Linked DNA regions of Mus musculus: region 1 is linked to region 2. The links are chromatin contacts, called in public HiChIP or PLAC-seq maps. All regions are on one chromosome and are shown on one strand. Each heading gives the region's core, a stretch centred on a gene start, on an enhancer-like site or on the middle of the called end of the contact. The rest is flanking DNA. Distances are from core to core; before and after follow the strand shown.

Region 1 (5,919 bases), core at 858-3,357, 44 kb after region 2:
CCTTGTAAGCAGGAGATATCTGTGAGAAACCGCTTAGGCTATGTTGACAGCCCTCCTATGGGAAAAGCACAGGAAGTTTTGAGGGCACACAATGGTGTTATTAGAGGACAGAAGCAAACCTTAGTACATCCAAGCTCATTTCTTCAAATCTAGCACAATGACAGGCAGGGTAGCCAATGGGGGGCATTTATGCTCTGTTCATCTTGATCCAACAAATAGGAAGGCATGTAACACCTGACTGCTGAGCTTCAAAGAATGCATCATTCTCTCTGTGTTCTATTTTCCTTTCTGTTGCTGTGATAAAAGACATCGACCAAAAGCAACTTAGGGGGAGTGTATTTCATCTCAGAGGTCACAGTCCATCACTGAGGAGAGTCACAGCAGAAAGATCCCCAAGTGGGAACCTGGAGCAGAAATCTGGGAGGGATGCTGCTTGCAGGCTTGCTTGCAGGCTCATGCATAGCTAGCTTTCTAGCCCAGGACCAGGTGCCTACAGAATGGCACCACCCACAGTGGGCTAGGTCCTCCAACATCAACTATCAAGTCAATGCCTCCACAGACATAGGCCCGTCTAATAGGCAATTCTTCTCTTAGCTTCAGGCTATGTCAACTCAACAATCAAAACTAACTAGCACACCCCTCTTAAGTATAGAGGGCAGTGACTATTTATTTATTTATTTTTATTCATTAATTTTGCTTTTTCATGCAGCTAATTTTTACACAAGCAGGTTTTCCAACTCTCCCTGTACCTATGGGGTGTGTTTGATTCTGGGGTTCAGCAGTAGCAAACCCATTGCAGCCCCTGCTGTTTTAAAGCCATGGCCAACATTCCAATATGACCCATAACAGAGTTTACATTTTTGTTTCCATCTGTGTAGCACTCGGGCTATCTCAGTGTGGAATTTAGGCATAATTTTGAAACCTTCAGCTGTAGGTATTCAGCAGACCTCGGTAGACGATAAACTAAGACAAGTTCAGAGCACACCATGATACCTGGTATGATGAGAGCATCGGGGTGTGTGGCAAAGAAGGTGAAGAGAAGACGAAAAGGTTCGGCCACGGGGTGAAATGGAGTGCTTACAAGGAAGGCAGAAAGGTTGGATTTGGTGTGGGAGAAGAAAGTGGATGAAGTATCTCAGTGAATGAAGATGTGACACGGTACTGTCTAAACCCCAGAGCGAAAGAACATGGCGGTTAGTTTTCAGTGCTGTCAAGAATGGGCTGAGCAGGTAGAAAGTGGGAGTCGGCAACCAGAGGTTGAAATGTGTCACACAGAGATTTATTTTTGACCGCCAGAGATAGGGAAGCCAGGGCAGGAAAGAGATTGGGGATCCACACTCTTATTATAGGGGCGGCACACCTTTGAAGACCTCTGGGGAAAGAAACACTGGTGGAGATCAAAGGCTCAAAGAGGGACTTTTCCAGAAATGGCCAAGGTGCTAACGGGAGATTGGTGAGATGGAGAGGGGTTAGAGTTCCTGGGTTGGAGGGAAGCATATAAAAATGCTGCAGAGCAGGGCACTTGCCCCCTCTCCCTAGTACACCCACAGTTGACCGCAAAGTAGCTTTCTGCTCACCAGCCCATCTTGGGCTCCTATGCCTGCTTCCTTCTTGGGCTGTAGTAATACCTTCACATCCTCTACTCTCCCTTTTCCCTTTCAACAAGGAAGGGTGGCTCTGGGATGCTTAGGTTCGAGTCCCAGCCCTGGCATGGATGCCCACTGTACTGTCCATCTGGTTGTCACTGCAGTCCTCAGCGAGTTCCTTCTGTTACCCACCCCCACCCACCCCCCCGCTGCCGCAGGCCAGCGCCCCTCCCGGGCGTGGGATTTCTGTGATTTCCCCCGCCTTTGTTTCAGGGTCCCCTGAGACACGGACACCCAGTGCCTTCTCTTGAGATATCTGAAGATTCTTGGTTGGGGTCTAGGAGAGGACGGGGATGCCTGCGGTGCATGGACGCTCCTGGGCTACTGGCGGGGGCCGGGAGGAGGGAGCGCAGCGGGAGCCGCGGGGGCAGCGCTGCAGAAGGGGAGGAGAATAGGGAGGAGCTGGGGGGCCGGAGGGCGGGGAAGGAGGGGTCTTAAGGGGCGGCGAGCCCAGGTCGGACTTCCTCGGAGCCTGGTGATAAGCGACGCTCCCACCTTCGCCTCTAACTCGCTGCCGCCACCCTGCCCAGTGTCCTCCGGAGTCCCGGACCCGAGCACGGTGAGCGCGGTGCAGAGGCCGGGCCGCTGCGGGCACCGAGGGTGCTGGGAGGAGGGGGATGAATCTGTGGGACCCGAAGAAGTTTCTAGGGTCTGAGCGGGGCCCAGCGCCTTCACTCTCACCCTCTTCTCTCTTCCGCAGATGTGGAAACGATGGCTGGCGCTCTCGCTGGTGACCATCGCCCTGGTCCACGGCGAGGTAGGTGACCGGTCTCTGGGGTTTGCGCCCCAGCGGTCGAGTGTGCACTCTAGGGATGCTCTCTGGGGGTGGGACTGAAGGTCCCCCAGCCTTACGATGGAGTGGGATTCTGGCACGCTAGGAGCAGAAATTCTACCTAACAAACTTAGATCTCAATTCTTGAAATAGTTTGGGCCAAAAGCTGGAGCCCCACCACGCCTAATATGGAGGGAGGCTGGGGAGTGGGGAGAGAGGACAGACTGGGTGGATAGGAGCAGAGGCGGCGGCCAGAGCAGCCGCAGAGTTCAAAAAGGCGCCTTGAGTTCTGTTCACTTCAGAGGAAACAGAATAGTTACGGACTTTTTCTTTCCAAGTCTTTCCTAGCCGGGGGGGGGGGGGGGGGGCACTTAAAAGTTTTTTTTTTTAACAGCAAAATGAAATTTCCTTTCTTCTTCATAGAGTGAATTGAGATTTCCTGAAATGCATTTTCTTCTTTGTAAAATGTCCTGGATTTTTGTTGTTGTCATTGTTATTATCTGGGCCCTATAAGAGTCTTTTATAATCCAAATTTCCCCTTAAACTCGGTTGAGCAAATGCAGGAATCTGCGGCTCTACCCTTTGGGGGCCTCTGGTTTCCAGCTAAAATATGTAGAGTCTCTCTCTCTCTCTCTCTCTCTCTCTCTCTCTCTCTCTCTCTCTCTTGTTTTCTTTTCAACTCCAGTGACCTTCCTGAGACACTACAAACAAACCAACAAACCCTATGGCACAAGCCCCTCCATTAACTCAAAGGTTTAGGGACAGAAAATAAACAATTCTAAATTCCCTGGGCTCCAGTCTCCAGAAAAGTGAGGTCAGAAACTAAACATTTGATAATTGTGGCAGGAAATGTGGAAAGAATTAAAACGCATGAGAGAGAAGAAATGGAATGCACATTACAAAAGAAATAGCTCCCTGGTGGGTGGTTTATAGCCCCTCAGAGTTTTTCTTTCACTTTACAGTTTAGCCCCACCCTTTGCATCACAGCTTGAGTCAATCCCAGAATTAATAAATGCACACAGTCTTCAGGACTTTAAACACACACACACACACACACACACACACACACACACACACACACGCACACACTGTACTGGTGTGTGTTCCTTTAATTCACTGTATCACTGATTGAGGTAGAAGCAGTCTATTTTTATTTCTAGAGAAATAAAAGCAGCAAGTATTTATTAGGTAGCTACTACTTGTATTAAGATTCTACTTTAATCATAGGGGAACTGAGTCAGGGAAGTTTGTGCAACTTACAAAATAAGTTATAGTAGTGAGGGCAAGATGCAAACCCAAGCCGTCTGGCTCCAGACTCCAGACAATTCATCACTACCTGGCCCGCTTACAAACATGAGGGCTTAGGATTTTACCAAGTGTTTTGTGTCTGCTCGGATCACTTCTAGCATTTCTTTTAAAGCCTCTCAGCCCTGTGAGTTGGGCTTTGTTAGTTCCGTTTTACAGAGCAGGGAACAAAGTTAAGGAAACTCATTAAATGGCCCGTGTTCAGATAACTGATTAGCTTTGGAAGTGGATCAGTATGTGACCCCCTCCCTCTACCTTTCAGATACGCCTTGAGCCCCGTTTGCCCCTCAGCCATTTTCTTTGAGTGGAGGAAATAGCCTCGGTTTTTAACTCTGGTTAAAGAATGCTCCTCCATCCTTGTGATGGCCCTCAACACCGTTAGCCAGTGGCTCTCACCTTTAATTCCAACACGTGGGAAGCAAAGGCAGGTAGAGCTTTGTGAGTTCAAAGCCAGCCTGGTCTACCTAGTGAGTTTCATAACAGCTAGGGCTAAACAGTGAGACCCTGATGATTAAGATGATGATAAAATAGCCAGGCAGTGGTGGCACATGCCTTTGTTCCCAGCACTCAGGAGGCAGAGGCAGATGGATCTCTGTGAGTTCGAAACTAGCCTGGTCTACAAAGAGTTCCAGGACAGCCAGGGCTACAGAGAGAAACCCTGTCTTGAAAAACCAAACCAAAAAAAAATAATAATAATAATTAATTAGTCAGTCAATAAAAAGAGAGCTACTCTTCTGTGATAGATGAAGTGAATTCCTGGTTAATTTCTCAGCCAGCTTAGGAATTGCCAACCACTTTGTGAAAAGACAGAACCGTTTGCAGAAGTAAGGAATCTGTGTCTCATCAGCACGAGACTGTGAGTCTCAAGGTCTGCGATCTGTTCTAAGTAACCTACTCCTCACTCCAGCCTCCTCATCCCACTGCACAGCAGAGAACAGCTCACTCCAGGTAGTAAGGGCCCCTCACTGCAATTTCCCACTGGAGCTCTATGGAAGAACATTCAGTTCCCAGGAAAAACCTGCAGAGAAAGAGGCAAAGTGCTGAGGCATGAAAACCAGGGGAGCTGGTGCAGAAGAGAGGCTGTGAAGTCAGGACACACGGACAGTGAAGAGGGAGCCCAGGCAGGAGCCACAACCGCACATTTCATAACTTCACTGTCCTAAGGATTATTATCTTTTAATCAACCAAGCCTTTGTTGCCTGCCCTTCCAGATAACACTTGGCAAGTTTTAATGCACGTGTTAAATACTACATCTTTACTCATGGGTGAAAAAAGTAAATTAACCCCTCTCCGTGGGAGACGTGACTTGGAATACATTTTACACACTATAGTTGCAGTTAATGATGCTTGCAGTGGAGGGTTTTTTCCTTGTTAACTATAAGAACATTCAGCAAACACTCAAGTATGGTATTTCTAGTCTTTTGGCATGAGTCCATTTTAGTAAAATTTAGATCTGCTACGTTGTGCAAATATTGTTGAATTCTCAAAAAGAGAGAGAGAGAGACATAGAAGACACAGAGAATTTTCTTGGTGCTCTTTGCTTTAATAATCAAACCTAAAGATTTATTTCACTTTTTTAAAAGCTACGATTGTTTTACAAATTCTATTGGTTTTTGAAAAAGCCCAAAGCTTTTGGAGTCAGCTTTCAGAAGCAGAGCTGTTCCTTCTTGGGTAAGGATGGCTGTGATGTTCTTAATGCTAGTGTATAAATTCTATTTGGTTGGATATGAGAAACTGCTACTAAATCTCACTAAGGCCAAGTATTACATTGTTTCTGTATTTTCAATGCCCTTATACTTGTCACCTCAGAGTAACACTGCTGCTGTTTGTTCCCTTTGTAGTTTCCCTATTTTACCTCCAGGATGTCCCTGCAGCCAGCCTCCATCAGAATAATGCCCCACCCATGTGAGCACACACCCACATGCTCTTCAGAGCTCTGCACACGGCTCTAGATATACACATATTGGACAGAAGTAGGCTCTAGTTGGGGCAGCAGCAGAGGGAAGGCTTCTACTAATATTCATCCCTTGGCCTGCTCTCTCTTTCCATGCCCCTTCTACTGAAATGACCACTATTTGGGGGGGGGGTTATGCAATTGGGGGACCAAGGGTAGTATAGAGAATTCCAGGTATAAGTTTGTGTGCCCCTGGAGTCTTGAGGAATGTATATTAGTTCCTCTGACATGACAGGCTAGAG
Region 2 (5,995 bases), core at 929-3,428:
GGCGTGCTGTAAGCCCAGATGGAAAAGAGATGCCAAGAGTGTTAAGAAGCATTTGCGCCTGCCAGCCTTCCTTCCCTTTGCAGGGAGACACATGATATTTCCAGAGGGAACTTTCCAGTCTAATAAGGCTGCCTTTCCCAAACCCATGTGTCAGTCAAATGGATGATGTCTAAACCCGAACTCTCCCACACCTTGGTCTTCTAGTGCATGATTTATCGTTGGAAGGGAGTTCTGCTTTGGGAAAACGCCGCTTGGGTTTATAAGCACCCTGGGACTTGCAGAGTCTTACCTCACCTTCAGTCTCACCAATCCTTGCATTGCTAACACAAACCTACCCCATCAGCAAAGGACAGCACCTCCTAGCGATCCATGGCAGCCAAAGCCAAGAGTTCTTCAGTGTTACTCTTTATAATGGGTCTCGAGCAGTGCTCTGTTCTTATACCCACAGTGGGAGCCTGTGTCCTGCAAGCCATGGACTCTGGATGCAGCAGCCCTGAGTCTAGCAGTCTTGATCACCATCCCATTTGGAGCGACACATGGTGTGTCTTAGGGTTTCTATTGTTGTGATGTAACACTATGACCAAAAGCAACTTGTAGAGAAAAGGGTTTATTTCATCTTACAGCTTCTACTCCATCATCCAGGGAAGTCAGGACAGGAGCTTGGAGGAAGGAACTGAATCAGAAAAACAGAGAATGCTGCTTCCTGGCTTGCACTTCCTGGCTTGCACTTCCTGGCTTGCTCAGCCTGCTTCCTTATAAAATTCAGAACCATCACCAGCAGCAACCTGAGCCCCCCAATATAAGACATTTGCCTACAGGTCAGTCTTGTTGGGGGCGTTTCCTCAGTTGAGGCTCCTGCTTCCCAAATGACTCTTGCTTGTGTTGACATGAAACTAGCTAGCATAGTTTATATTGTAAGTATTCAAGAAAATAGTAGCATTCACTGGTTTTTATCGTTGTAAATGTTTGAATATCTCACAACTGGAAGACAGCAGTACAAAATCGTCTGAACAACCCTACACAAACACACAACTTTTCTTCCTTAGAGACAGTGAAACTGAGGCCAGTTGGGGGGAGACTTAGCCAAACAGAAACAGCAAATGGAGGCAGGGAATAAAGCGTATAGAAAGAGCAGAAACAGTGTAAGCAAATGGTAGTTAAAAAGAGGAAACAATGTAAGCAAATGATTGTTAAAAAGAGGAAACAATGTAAACAAATGATCGTTAAAAAGAGGAAGGGGGATTGGAGAGGCAGTTTAGCTGGCAAGCTGCGTCTCCTATAGCTTGTTTGTACCATACTTTTTGAAATAAATTTTATTTTCTTTTTGGTTGGGATGCTAGGATTGAAGCCAGGGCCTTTGGTGTGCTGAGCACACTCTTTGGTCAGTGAAGTACACACCCAGCACTGTCAAACCTATTAGCAAAGAGCTTTGCACTCGTATAAAGTGTCCTCTGTCGCTTTTCGTGGATGGAGATGTGAAGGGCGAGGACTGAGGTATCCTGGCCCCCCAAAACACCCAGTAAAACAGATTTCCCAGTCCTTTGTTTGCCCTCTGGCCCTTAATTCGCGAAAGCAGTTGCACTGTAATGATATTCTGGGATTGTCCCAGCTCATGAGAACAATTGACAGGAACCAAAGTATGAAACGAGAGAAGAAAGGAACTTTGGAGATTGCTAAAACCAAGCTCCTCAATTTCCCAATAATTCTAGGAACCAGCGCACAGTGCAGGGAGATGAAAAGGTTTTTGCAGACCACAAGGCTGTTCAGGGAAAGCCGAGGCCCAGCACAGATGTTTTGATTTCTAAGCAGCCCACTTCCCAAGAGTCTTCCAGGACAGAGATTTCTTTCTTTGGTTTCTTTCTTCATACTTTACTCAAAGTATGAATTCCAAATGGGTAAAATGTGACCCAAAGCACTGGTTTCTTTATTTTGGAATGTGTGTGTGTGTGTGTGTGTGTGTGTGTGTGTGTGTGTGTGTGTTTTAATTATTCTTTCGATCTGTTAACCGTAAGGAACTGAATTTAGTAAAGTACAGTGGAGCTTTCTATGCACTACTCTAAGTGCAGCTGAAACCAATTAGATGCTAATCAATTTTACTCCATCTGATGCAGAGTGGAAAAAATGTCCCAGAAGTCTCTCCACCCAAGATGTTCTTGGCAACGGGTCTCTTGCTGTAGCCCTCCCAGCTCTCTTAGTCATGTATACTCAGGAAGGAGAGCCAGCCAACTCCCTTCAGACCCCAGCAGAGAACAGAACCCAGACCAGCTTTCTCCCCTGAAATAAAAGTGCTTCTTCGGGAAGAGGGAAAGACTGCAGATTCAAGGCCTATACACATTACAGCTGTGAGAATATCAAGAATTACGGAAGCCCCAGCCCCATTCCACTCTCTGAGGCCACCACAGGATCTTTATTGCTGATCCTCTCATGTCTAGCTCCCCACCCCCCAGCTCTACCCCACTTCCAAGAGAAGCAAGGACCAAAGCAGACTTTCAAATCTGACGACTTATAGGGTTTGGATTGGGGTTCTGCTAGTTATTAAATGTGGTGCTAAACAACTTGTTTAACCACCGTAAGCCTCAATTTATTATAAAATGAAATAATAATAAAAAATCACCTTTAAATATTAAAGGATTTGAGAAACTTCCTGTATTAACTAATAACAATGAATAATGGTGACAACTTGCTTACAAAGTTGATTTCAGAATCTTCATGACAGATGAAACGTAAATACACAAGGTACTGTGTATGTTAATCATCTCTGTTTAATCATTCTACGAGATCTTTGTATTTAAAAATCTTACATTATATACCACATTATGTATTTATAGATAACACTTAAAGTGAATCTGATACATACGGTTAATCAATAGATGATTACATTGTCTCAGTGTTACTCCTTTTAACCACTCACCTATACTGGATGTTCAAGGCACTTCATTCATTTTCCTCTTATCCTGGTTCAAATATGTTACTCTGTGTGTGTGTGTCTGTCTGTCTGTCTATGTCTATCTGTGTCTCTGTCTCTCTGTCTATTCTACAACATGTGTATTAGGGAACCATGAGTCTTCCTGTCTGTTTCCTATGTACAGAATAAGGAACTTATCAGAATTTGATTTATAGAGTAACAGTCAGCTGACACTGAATATAAATTGAACTAAAACTCAAGACAGACTCTGGGGCATCCACAGTTCACTAATTTGCATCACCAGTGTGTCTGTATATATTTTTGAAACAGTCGCTAAGGAGTATACACCTCACAAATGCCTGCGACATCTTTCCACATTCTTAATCCTCATATGGACACAGAGATGAGTGAGCTGTGAGCCACCACCCCTAATCTGTTGCCAGGGAATTGGAAAGAGACAGGTATACCAATTGCTGGCCATCTTGGAGTGTTGAAGTGATTGAAGCAAGTGGTTAGGGTAAGACAGTCCCTTGTTAGAAGCCTAAGCCAGACTGGAACTCACTATATAACCAGGCTAAACTCAAATTCACAGCAATCCTGCCTCTGCCTTCTGGGTGTTTGGTTTACATGTTCATGAAATATTAGACCTATGTTCCCTAGCAACAAGGATACAGTGAAAATACCCGAATGTTATCATTCATGCTGGAGGACTGGTTCAGAAATCCTTAGTCAAATGCAACGGAGGTGCAGGGGAAACAGCTGTCCAGAAAGGACTTGCATGCAAGCATGAAGACGTAAGATTGGCACCCACCAGCACCCATATAAAATGCTAGGTACGAGCCAGAGAGATAGCTTAGCAGTTAGCAGCACTGGATAGTCTTCCAGAGGACATGGGTTCACTTCCTAGCAACCACATGGCAACTAACAAATTGTCTGTAACTTTAGTTCCAGGTGATCCAACACCATCACATAGATATAAATGTAGGCAAAACACCAAAGCACATAAAAAGAAATAAATCATTTTTCAAAAAGAAAGAAAGAAAAGCTGGGTATAGTAACATGTACTTGAACTTCCAGTGCTGGAAAATGGGAGACAAGAAGATCTCTGTGGCTTGCTGGCCAGTCAGCCTAGATTAACTGGTGAGACCCATGTTCTACTGAGAGACCCTGCTTCAAAAACATGGTGACATCTCCTGAAGGATAACTTACCTGAGGTTGATCCCAGGCTTCTTTGTATACACACACACACACACACACACACAAACACGTACATGTTGTGGATGGGTCTGGTGCTATTCTTGTGAACCAATCCCCTAATGAATAAAGGAGCCAATCACTGGGTGAGTAGGAGGGACTTATGAGTTGGATGGTGGAAGAGAGGAAGCAGGAGAGAGTTAGGTCTTTTTGGATGGGGATATCGTGAGGGTGAGGACAAGATGTAATTATGAGTGTCTCCCCGTTTCAATGGCAGATCGGTCAGGATTCACCACCAGAGGATATACATTTAATAAGGCTTACAAGTTAGGATTTTAGTTGCTGTGCCTAGTGATTGAGTTACCATTGTTTCTGAAATAATTTTGTGTTGTTTTCCTTCATGGGTTCAAGAGAGAAAGGTATGGCAGCTAAGCATGGGTTTGCCTGAGATGCACCACAAAGGCCTTGGGGGATTTGAAGCACAGTTTTGGGGTGGTAGAAAACCACCAGTGAGAACTTAGCGAAATCTTGGGAGCTCTAAGGCCAGAAAGTCTTCATGAGATAAAAATAGGTCAGCCATTGCTCATCAGTGCATGATCAGCCAGGTCACCAGAGCAGAGTTACCAGCACAAGTTCAAGGACATACCAATCTTTTCTGAAAAATTTTCCTGCAACAGAGGGGGACAGGGAGGGGGGAGGGGGGAAGGGGAGGGGAGGGGGAGGGGGACAGGGGAGAGGGATTCCTGGTTGGTTTTGTGGTTCACTTTCCTGAGTCACATGAAATATGTTTTCAGAACAATATCACGATTATTTCCCTTCCTTATTTCTTCACCAAGGATCACTTGGTTCTGAAATTATAGCAAAAAAGTTCAGTTGGTTAAAATTTGCATTACAAAGAGCAAGGAACGACTTAAGTATTTACAGCATTGGTTCAAAGCTTGTGTAAGAGTTATCTATGTTAAAGCAAACAGTTTGCCTCCAAGATATCAGTGTGTTGCTATAACCATTTTTAAATATGCTTATGAAATTCAAGTGCTTATGAATTATCTGTTGTGTTTCTCATAAATAAGCTAATATATTCTAAGAATTCTGTTTGTAATAAAAACTCATAACAGCCTCTTTTTAGTAACTAATTCCAATTTCTGTTTGTGCCATGCAAGCATTTTCACAGCTTAATAGTGTTTTTCAATCAGTTTTTGAATGCACAAGTTATAAATATGGAAGAAATATCAGCCAACAAACCCTAAACATTTTCATACAAAAATTCTATGTAGAATTCAGACTTGGCAACACAATGAACATGCATGGAAAAAAAAAAAAAGACCAAACTTATTTGCATATTTGTATGTATTTATTATTTGATGTCACATTAGTTAACAAAATAAATAAAAATAAAAAATATATGAGCCAAATGTGGTGGTACATGTTTGTCATCCTAGCATTCAGGAGGCAGTGGCAGAGGATTGCTGTGAGTTTGAGCCCAGCCTGGCTAGACAGTGAGTTCCAGTCCAGCTTAGGCTGTGTAACAAGGGACTGTCTCCCCTTGCTATGCAAAAACCAAAGAGTGAGAGAGAGAAAGTGAGGGTGAGAGAGAGAGAAAGGCAGAGAACCAGAAAGTAACATAGAGACAGAGACAGACAGAGACACAGAGAGACAGAGAAGAAAAGATGAAAAGGAGAAGGGAAGGAAAGGGAAAGGGAGGGAGGGGAAGGAAGGGAAGAGAAGGGGAAAGGGAGAGGGGAGGGGAAGGGAGGGGAGGAAAGGGAAGACAGTGCAATATATATATTTTTTTGAATCTCAGAAACTTGCTGAGTTCTAGGATCACCTGGGAGACAGGCCTCTGGGCATGCCTGTGGTGACTGTCCCGACTGTGTGAACTGAGGTAGGAAGACTTCA

Evidence for each region. HiChIP or PLAC-seq counts read pairs in DNA pulled down with a chosen protein or histone mark.
Region 1: an H3K27ac HiChIP or PLAC-seq map of heart atrium shows a contact between it and region 2, with 22 read pairs. The contact joins the promoter of Fstl1 here to the enhancer-like site in region 2. A contact is called at or near these places in 5 of 39 promoter capture datasets (the 3T3-L1 cell line, 3T3-L1-derived adipocytes, cranial neural crest and 1 more), 1 of 15 datasets of contacts at CTCF or cohesin (the NIH/3T3 cell line), 21 of 484 Hi-C or Micro-C datasets (the C3H10T1/2 cell line, the HL-1 cell line, adipose-derived mesenchymal stem cells and 10 more), 7 of 115 datasets of contacts at active chromatin or transcription factors (the NIH/3T3 cell line, bone marrow-derived macrophages, cardiomyocytes and 4 more) and 2 of 9 other capture datasets (adipose tissue and pancreatic islet).

Annotation. Positions count from the first base shown.
Region 1 is chr16:37,774,948-37,780,866 of GRCm38.p6, forward strand. Fstl1 (follistatin-like 1) reads left to right here and starts at 2,108. Exons shown (of 11, transcript NM_008047.5): 1 at 2,108-2,205; 2 at 2,347-2,403. The coding sequence starts at 2,347.
Region 2 is chr16:37,730,448-37,736,442 of GRCm38.p6, forward strand. No RefSeq gene overlaps it. Among named protein-coding and RNA genes, the nearest start is that of Gm46547, 18 kb to the left of the region's middle. Within about 2 kb of position 2,179, at least 81 of the 459 cell types and tissues checked have an H3K27ac peak or open chromatin away from gene starts, as enhancers often do. A contact at or near this core is called in the C3H10T1/2 cell line, the NIH/3T3 cell line, adipose tissue and 8 more, where this site is marked.